Regions from separate parts of the Mus musculus genome. Here regions 2 and 3 are each linked to region 1. Evidence: chromatin contacts called from public promoter capture Hi-C data. All regions are on one chromosome and are shown on one strand. The core of a region is the stretch at or near the end of the contact, and the rest is flanking DNA. Distances in the headings are between cores, read along the strand shown.

Region 1 (2,565 bases), core at 47-2,546:
TCTTACCCCACCCCCACCCCCAAAGTTACTCTTCTGTAGAGGGAGAGAAAAAGAGAAACGTGAGTTCCTATTTTTAAGCTTTCTTTCTTTTTTTTTTTTCCCCCAGAGCTGAGGACCGCACCCAGGGCCTTGCGCTTGCTAAGCACTCTACCACTGAGCTAAATCCGCAACCCCTTTTAAAGCTTTCTTAAAGTCAGTCCTTCAGTTAGGCACAAGGGGCTCCACCCCACAAGAAGTAAAGTTCACTGAATTTGAAAATCATAACCACGGAGGGGCCACTTTCCAAGCGAACACCTCCGGGGATCGATCATGCAAGGGGTTAAGCTTCACAGCCACCAACCAAGAAAAAAAAAAAAAAAAAAAAAAAAAAAAGTTGAGCAGATTCAAAGTGTTGACGGGAGCAAGACCAAGAACCAGAAGCATCCCTTAAAATTCTTAAAATTCTTGAGTGGCCAAGTTGTGGAATGTTGGGGTTTCAGTGAATAACTTGCTCTTATGTTGGAAGAGAAATTCCCTTAGTAGCACTCTGCAAATACAATGAGCACATACTGAACCCTACTAGGCTATTATGATAGTCAGTGAGAATCCAGAGATTAAGCACCTTCCCTCCCCTTTAAGGAAAACCCCAAATTCCGGGACCAGCTTCAGAGTTAAACTTAAAAGCGCTCAAAATCTCTCATGGGGCCAAGTGTTCCGGGAGCTGCGGTTAGCACAAAAGGGTCTCCCAAGCCAGGTGAGCCTGAAAGACCGCAAGCCACAGCCGGAGGTCTGGGGTAAAATCTTCTAAGAAGGGCGGGGATCGCTCCTGGCAGAAGTGACAAGTTCCCGAAAAGACCCTTCTACCAAACCTCCCTGGGCCTCTACTAGGTTCGCCGCCCAGAGTGAACCGATGGGCTTGCACTTCACCTGTGCCCACCTCGGGTAGCCCGTGTGTTCGCATCCCGACAGGGCGCCTCCTTCTCCAGCGGCGGGTTCCCGCCAGCCGCTTCCCCCAGAGACCTCCCCCTTAGGATGCCTCCCATGTGGACTCTCCCTGCTCGGCCCCACGGTGGCCATCCTTCGTCCCTCAGGCCCGCTACCTCTGAAGATGTCCAGCACTTTCTTCTCTCGGAAACCACGATTCTCTAAGAAGGAGCACACGTCCTCCGGTTCCCAGGTTCGGAGGTCGGTGTTTTGGAAGTCGTCGTCTGCAGACAGATTAGCTGTTGCAGGAGGAGTGCTCGGTGGCGTCCTTGGGCTGCCATCGCAGCGGGGTCGCTTAGCTGGCTGCTCCAAGGGTGCGCTCTGCATGGCTACCTCCGACACCCGGGGCTGCGAAGTTAAGTACCGCGGCACCGGCTCGCGCGCAGCCGCACTGACACCACACCCCAAAAGTGAGTCCATTCAGTTTTGCCAGCCTCCAGGCCTACTGCGCAGGCGCCCCGGACATCAGCCCTGGGAGCGTGGCCTCCCCGGGGCGCTCGCGCCCGGCCCATTGCGCAAGCGCAATGCCTACGCGATCGCCCTCAACTCCGCCCTTGTGTTTCTCCGAAAGGGTGGTGTTATTAGAAAAGCAAAACTGAGTTGTGGTTAAGAGTGGAGACTTTAGTGAGGACAAGGCCAAAGAGGGCATCTGGGGCTAAGGAAGGTTCACCACGCTCCAGATTAAAAAGGTCTTCTGGTGAACTGCAGGTATCTTCCTGAAACAAATACGTTTTGCCAGGTTTCAAACACCCCAAGCTGTAAACTTGTTAAAATAAAATTAAAAACAAAAAACAAAAAAACCCTATAAGGCAACAAAGCTGCCACTCCTATCCCAGAGCAGAAAACAAGGGACTGGCCCAACTGGAAAACCCTGAAGTGATTGCCAGCTGGTTGTCGGACTGTCCTGTTAGATTCCACATTCACAGTTAGTTGGCAGCAGACCGCCCTATTATTTCCAAATAGACAGTATTTTTACTAATTACTAGTCAGTGTCCAAATAGCAGGCTTTCTTTTTTTTTTTTTTTTTTTTTTTTTTTTTTGGCGTTAAGCCATTTTGGGACAGACCCCAAACTTCCCCATAAATCTTTATCCACCCATTACTAGTACAACGACCACTAATTTACGACACCTCTTCAGAAACCAAGACACATACACATCTAGGTATTTTAACGTCAGGCAGTACAAATGAGATGTTTAGTGGTGAGCCCGACAGCTGTAAGTGATGCTTAGGCATAAAATACAAGCTTGAGAGCCGGGTGTGGTGGCGCACGCCTTTAATCCCAGCATTTGGGAGGCAGAGGCAGGCTGATTTCTGAGTTTGAGGCTAGCCTGGTCTACAAAGTGAGTTCCAGGACAGCCAGGGCTACACAGTGAATCCCTGTCTCGAAAAAACAAAACCAAAAACAAAACAAGCTCGAGGCCCGATGTTCATTACCCAGCAACAAACAAACAACAGACAAACTAGAAATCGGATGAACCAAAATATTCTTAGCAAACAGTGCTGATGTGATCAGGGCCCTGTTCTAAAGGCTTTACAAACATTCATTTAACGAATTTCAGATGTAGGAAAGTGAAGTATAAAAGCTGGGAGAGAGGGCTGGA
Region 2 (2,565 bases), core at 29-2,528, 890 kb after region 1:
AGTACAAAGGGTACTCAGAACATGAGTTACTCAGTACTCAGCAACTATTTAGATGAGGTCTCAAAAGCCCGAGCTTTTTTGTAAGGTGGGGTCTTAAAAGCTGGTCTGGAATTTACTGCACAGACCAAGCTGGCCTGGAACCCTCAGGAGAACCACCTGCCTCTGCCTCCCTATATCATTATAAGGTGTTGACTTGTGCGTTAATTCAATCAGCTATGAATTCAGCTTTGATTCCAGATGCTGGGACACACTTAGATACACTCTCTTCATTCAGATCTTAGCTCTGTGAGCTTGAAACTTATGTGATCACCACACCTCTGTAACCTGTTTCCTCAGTTGTTAAACCGTGAGACGATAACACTTACCTCATAGCTTTGAAAAGTGTCTAGCACATAGAAACTTCTCAACTACACTAGCTATGATCATGATGCACTCCAGGTGAAGAAGGGTCAAAGCATGTATATTAGGGACAGAGAAGTTAAGAAAACCAGGCATCAACTATAGGAATGTCTTTTAGGCTGGGAGGGGACTCACATCTAATAAGTTCAACAACGTCAGGGAGTTGTAGGTATGTGTGTTGGGGGGGGGGTGCACGCACAGAGGACGTCAGGTGTCCCGCTCAATCACTCTCCAGCTTATTCTTTTGAGACTGAGTCTTTCACTGAACCTGGAGTTAAGCAGGCATCTAGCAAGCTCCGGCGATCTTCCTGTCTCAGCCCCAGAACACTGAAGTTACAGACCTGGCCCACCAACTTGGGCTTTTTAATGATGGGAACACAAATCCTCATTCTTGCATAGCAAGCACTTGGAGCCATCACACCCCTCCAAAAAAAAAGTTGTGTGTGTGTGGGGCCAGACTCAGTAGAGGTCAGTAGACGGCGCAGTTCCACCAGGTGAGAAAAGGGGTATCACTTCGGAAGTCAGAACAGGAACCAAAGTGGGGAGCCCTGCCAAGAGTTCGTGTCTTTAAAGGAACTAGAGGAGCGCTGGGGAGAGGGGCCCAGGCACGGAGGGAGGTGTGGCCTAGGCCAGCCACCAAAGCGACGCGGCCCTTCCCACACCCAGCTCCCGCGCTTCCTGCCTCAGTGTGTCCTAAGGATTCGTTTCTGGACGCTCCTAAGCGGCTGGGCTCCCTTACACTCCCGCCACTCTTACCTCGTCTTCCAGTCTTTCCCTCACTCTCCCGCCTCCTGCACCCTAGGCGGAAATGACGACTAAGTAGTGCGTCGCGCCGCGCCAGAAAGGTTCTGCGGAGCGGGAAAAAGGGTTCCGGTGAGGCTCACTGCGCCGGCGCGCGGGCGCGAGCGGTTAAAGCGCATTTTCGGTGTTCGAGGACCTGGATTTGTTCCCTCGGCCTGGCCGGCTAGAAGTCAGGGACCAAGGATACTGCCGCCTCCTAAGGATCGTTTTCCTCCGGCTCCGAAGCCTCTCGGCGCCCGGCTGTGGCCCTTGCCCTTTGACCCCCGTGGCGGCGGGGTGAGAGGTCGGGTGGCCATCTTGTGGCGGCGGCGCGGGCGGCTGTTACTGCGGAGACCTGTCCCCTCCCCCCACCTGGTACCCCGAGCTGTCTGTCAGTCGGCGGAGAGCCCTGCAGCCTGTCAGCGGAGGCCTGGGCCGAGTGCGGTCGCTTTCCCCGTCTCATCGGGCGGCCCGGGCTGCTCCCCACCACCGCCACCATGTCCTCCTTCTCAGAATCGGCGCTGGAAAAGAAGCTCTCAGAGCTGAGCAACTCTCAGCAGAGCGTGCAGACCCTCTCCCTGTGGCTCATCCACCACCGCAAGCACGCAGGACCCATCGTCTCCGTGTGGCACCGCGAGCTCCGCAAAGGTGATCACCCGCACCCCGGCTCTCCCATGGCTGTGTTCCCTCATCCACTCTCCCGCAGCCCTGTGGCTTCTTAAGCCTTGTTTTGCAGGCCTGGGGCTCTGATGGAGGGTCTGAGGTTGGAAACGGTGTTATTTTATGACTTGGAGAGGGAAACTGAGGCCCGGTAAGGTATGGGAGATTCGTCTGAAGTTCCAAGGGCGCAAATGCCCAGACTTGAAGTTACTCAGCTCCTTCCCTCATCAGGCTTCCCCCTCACACCTTACGACAGTTGTTTTTGTTTTTGTTTTAAATCGTGGCTGTGTTTGGAGCTGGGAGCCCCGTGTTGGGCAATTGGAATACGATCCAGCCGTCTCTGGTCAGACTGCCCACATTAAGACCTGGTGCAAACGTGTTCTAGCTAAGTGATCCTGGGAACGTTTCTTCATATCCTTGTGCCGGTGTATTCTAATCTGTAAAACGGATACAAACTTACCTGTACTTCCAAAGCCTTGACTCCGTGTTAGTTACTATCCATAGACTTGAGAACAGGATGGTAAATTGGGTAGCCTTCTGCCCTTGCCACTAAATTCAGACTCTCACGATATTCCCCGAGCGCTACCTGTTTCTTGCCAGGCCCGGTGTTGGATGCAAGTTGTTTCTGGCTACTGTCTGGAAGTTAAGTCTATCTGTCACTGAACCCAACAGTTTAACCTCTATGTCCTTTATTCCTTATATAGAAAATGGAGATGATGGTAGTTT
Region 3 (2,565 bases), core at 36-2,535, 820 kb before region 1:
TCTGCTTCCTGAGTGCTGAGGTTTAAAGTATGAGTCACAACAACCAACTAAATAAAGCATTTAATAGGGCCAGTTATTTTACTGCTCAGCTTCGAAACCGCTGTGTACTGCCATCTGCTGAAGCTCGGATACTAGATAGTGTGAGGCAGAGGGGAGAATAGAAGGCTAGAAAACTGAAACCTCATTAACATGGCCTTTTGCAAAACAAAACTCATGCAGGTTTAGAAAAACTGAATGTGGTCTAGATCTAGGTAGATTTCCTGCCTAAGGGCACAGCTTCGCGCAAATGCAGTGGTCCAGGAATAGCTAATCAAAAGCCTTAATCTTACAGGTTCCCAGAATCCTCTAGCTATCAGCTGGAAAGGTGGGCAACAAGTTCGTAAAATAAACCCAATAAATAAAGAACGAACGCAAGACACAGCAGACATGGGAGCTGTCAAAATTCAACTTTTATTAACTCAGGGGTAGGGTGTCAGTCCAGGGAGCCCCAGGCTCCGCCGCTCAGCCGGTGATGCGCACGTCCGCGCGGCGCCGCAGCCGCCGAGCCCGGGCCGCCTCCGGTAGAATGGCCTGCAGCTGCTCCTGCACCAGCATCTCCACGATCTGCTCCTTGGTGCGGATGTCCGGCCGCAGCCACTGGCGGGACAGCTCCCGCAGCTGCCGGAAGGCTTCCCGGGGCCCGGCCGCGTCCTGGTAGCGAAACTGCCGGAAGCGCTGGCGAAAGGTCTCGGGGCCGGGCCGAGAGGCTCCGGGCCGCAGGGCGGCGTCAGCGTAGGGCGCCGTGTTCAAAGCTGCGGGCGCGCCGGGGAGCTCCGGGGCCGGGGAGCTCCCGGAATCGGGCGACGGGGCCGCACAGTCGCCGGCTCCTTCCTGCTGCTCGGGAGGCGCCGCGGGGCTTTGGGGGTCCTGGCTGGGCTGCGGCGCCGCCATGACTACGGCTGTTGGCGTCCCCCTTTGTTTCGCAGTCCGGCGCCTCGCCTGCGTCTGCACCGGAAGGAGGTAACAGAGGGCCGCTGAAGGGCAGGGCCCGGGCACCCCAGCGGGACGCGGACTCAGGACAGGCTGCGGGCAAGCCCAGCTTACCTCGACCCGCGAAGCTCCTCGGTGGCCGGAAATGAACCGATCCGCGAATCCGGAAGCCGCCTCCTCTACCAGTCACGTGAAGTTTGATCTGGGGAAGTCCGTAGACATCAGCTCTACTGACACTAAGGATGGCGGCACTGCAAGGTCCCCATTGGAGCCGGCGGACAAGTCGGACACGACAGAGTCGAAATCTGAGTCGGGATCGGATTCCAGATCAGAGGAAGACAAGGAGAGTCCGGCCTCGATTAAGGAGATAAAGGCGGAGACACCCCAACCGAAGGACCGCCCTGGCGTGCAGGTGACCTGCGCCTCCTAGGGTAGATGCTGGTCCCTACTTGACCAGGCAGGATCTGGGGGTAGCGCTGACAGTCCTGGGTAAAGGAGGGTGATGGTTGGCTAGGGGATTGTCGGAGCTTGGGCGGATGCCCTGGGTGGGACAGCGGGACAGGGGCTCCAATTACTTTTAAAAAGATCTCTCAAGCCCGTAATCCTAGAGCTAAAGGACACCTCCTGAGCTATAAATTGAGCTGAGAATCTCATTAAACACACACACACACACACACACACACACACACACACACACACACACACACACATATACTGTCGCCTGCATAGGTGCAATTGATTTCACTTTATTTTGAGAAGGACAAAGTATTTGGGCAAGAGTCTTCAGACTTTCCTGCCCCCAAACAAGTGCTCAGGGCTTCTTTGTCATTGTTTTTGCTTGTCCTCGAAAACCAAGAGAAAGAGATTCAGTGGGTACTACTTTAACTTTAAGATTAATAAGTGGGGGGCTGGAGAGATGGCTCAGTAGTTAAGAGCACTGACTCCTCTTCCAGAGGTCCTGAGTTCAATTCCCAGCAACCACATGGTGGCTTACATCTACAATGGGCTCTGATGCCCTCTTCTGGTGTGTCTGAAAAGAACAGCGGTGAATACATAAAATAAGTAAATACATCTTTGAAAAAAGTTTAATAAGTAAACTGTAATTAACGATGTCCCAGATGGTGGCCATTAGCTTCTTGTATTTACTGAATCTTTGAAAGGTAAATACCCCGAAATTGAGATGTATTAAAATGTAGAATTACGCATGTGTCTGTAGGAAAAGAAAAATATTTTGTATTTATTACATATTTGAGTATGTTATGTAATTTTGTATATATGGGGGTCAAATAAACTATATTATTAAATTTTACCTGTGTCTTTTTACTTTTAAAATACAACTACTTTGAAATTTTTAAATTACACATACAGTTTATAGTATATCTTTGTTGACTAGCTGCTGTCTAGAGTGTCGGAATCAGGTGTCAGGAAACATCTTTTCTTTGCTTTAACACCCCCAGCAATAAATAGTGCCTGCCTCACAGTTGTCAGGTGGAGTAAATCAAGCTCTGGAAAAGACAGAGCTTTCAGAGCTAGGGAGATGGAGCGGTTGGTAAGGATGCTTGGGATGATGGGATGAGATGAGCGTGGTACCCAAGC

The links. Promoter capture Hi-C pulls out the DNA fragments that hold promoters and counts their contacts. Capture Hi-C pulls out chosen DNA fragments and counts their contacts.
Region 2: a contact with region 1 is called in a promoter capture Hi-C map of liver, with 2.8 times the contacts expected there. The contact joins the promoter of Rprd1b here to the promoter of Samhd1 in region 1. A contact is called at or near these places in 2 of 39 promoter capture datasets (both in liver) and 3 of 115 datasets of contacts at active chromatin or transcription factors (bone marrow-derived macrophages, cardiomyocytes and extraembryonic endoderm stem cells).
Region 3: a promoter capture Hi-C map of adipose tissue shows a contact between it and region 1. The contact joins the promoter of Scand1 here to the promoter of Samhd1 in region 1. A contact is called at or near these places in 8 of 39 promoter capture datasets (the 3T3-L1 cell line, the HPC-7 cell line, cranial neural crest and 4 more), 1 of 115 datasets of contacts at active chromatin or transcription factors (memory CD8 T cells) and 1 of 9 other capture datasets (adipose tissue).

Annotation. Positions count from the first base shown.
Region 1 is chr2:157,133,800-157,136,364 of GRCm38.p6, forward strand. Samhd1 (SAM domain and HD domain, 1) reads right to left here and starts at 1,297. Exons shown (of 16, transcript NM_018851.4): 1 at 1,080-1,297. The coding sequence starts at 1,290.
Region 2 is chr2:158,027,219-158,029,783 of GRCm38.p6, forward strand. It overlaps Rprd1b (regulation of nuclear pre-mRNA domain containing 1B), which reads left to right and starts at 1,279. Exons shown (of 7, transcript NM_001291134.1): 1 at 1,279-1,827. The coding sequence starts at 1,677. It overlaps Tti1 (TELO2 interacting protein 1), which reads right to left and starts at 1,216. Exons shown (of 8, transcript NM_029282.2): 1 at 1,156-1,216.
Region 3 is chr2:156,311,419-156,313,983 of GRCm38.p6, forward strand. It overlaps Scand1 (SCAN domain-containing 1), which reads right to left and starts at 1,286. Exons shown (of 2, transcript NM_020255.3): 1 at 1,084-1,286; 2 at 428-984. The coding sequence starts at 930. The coding sequence ends at 502. It overlaps Cnbd2 (cyclic nucleotide binding domain containing 2), which reads left to right and starts at 1,055. Exons shown (of 13, transcript NM_027585.2): 1 at 1,055-1,381. The coding sequence starts at 1,115.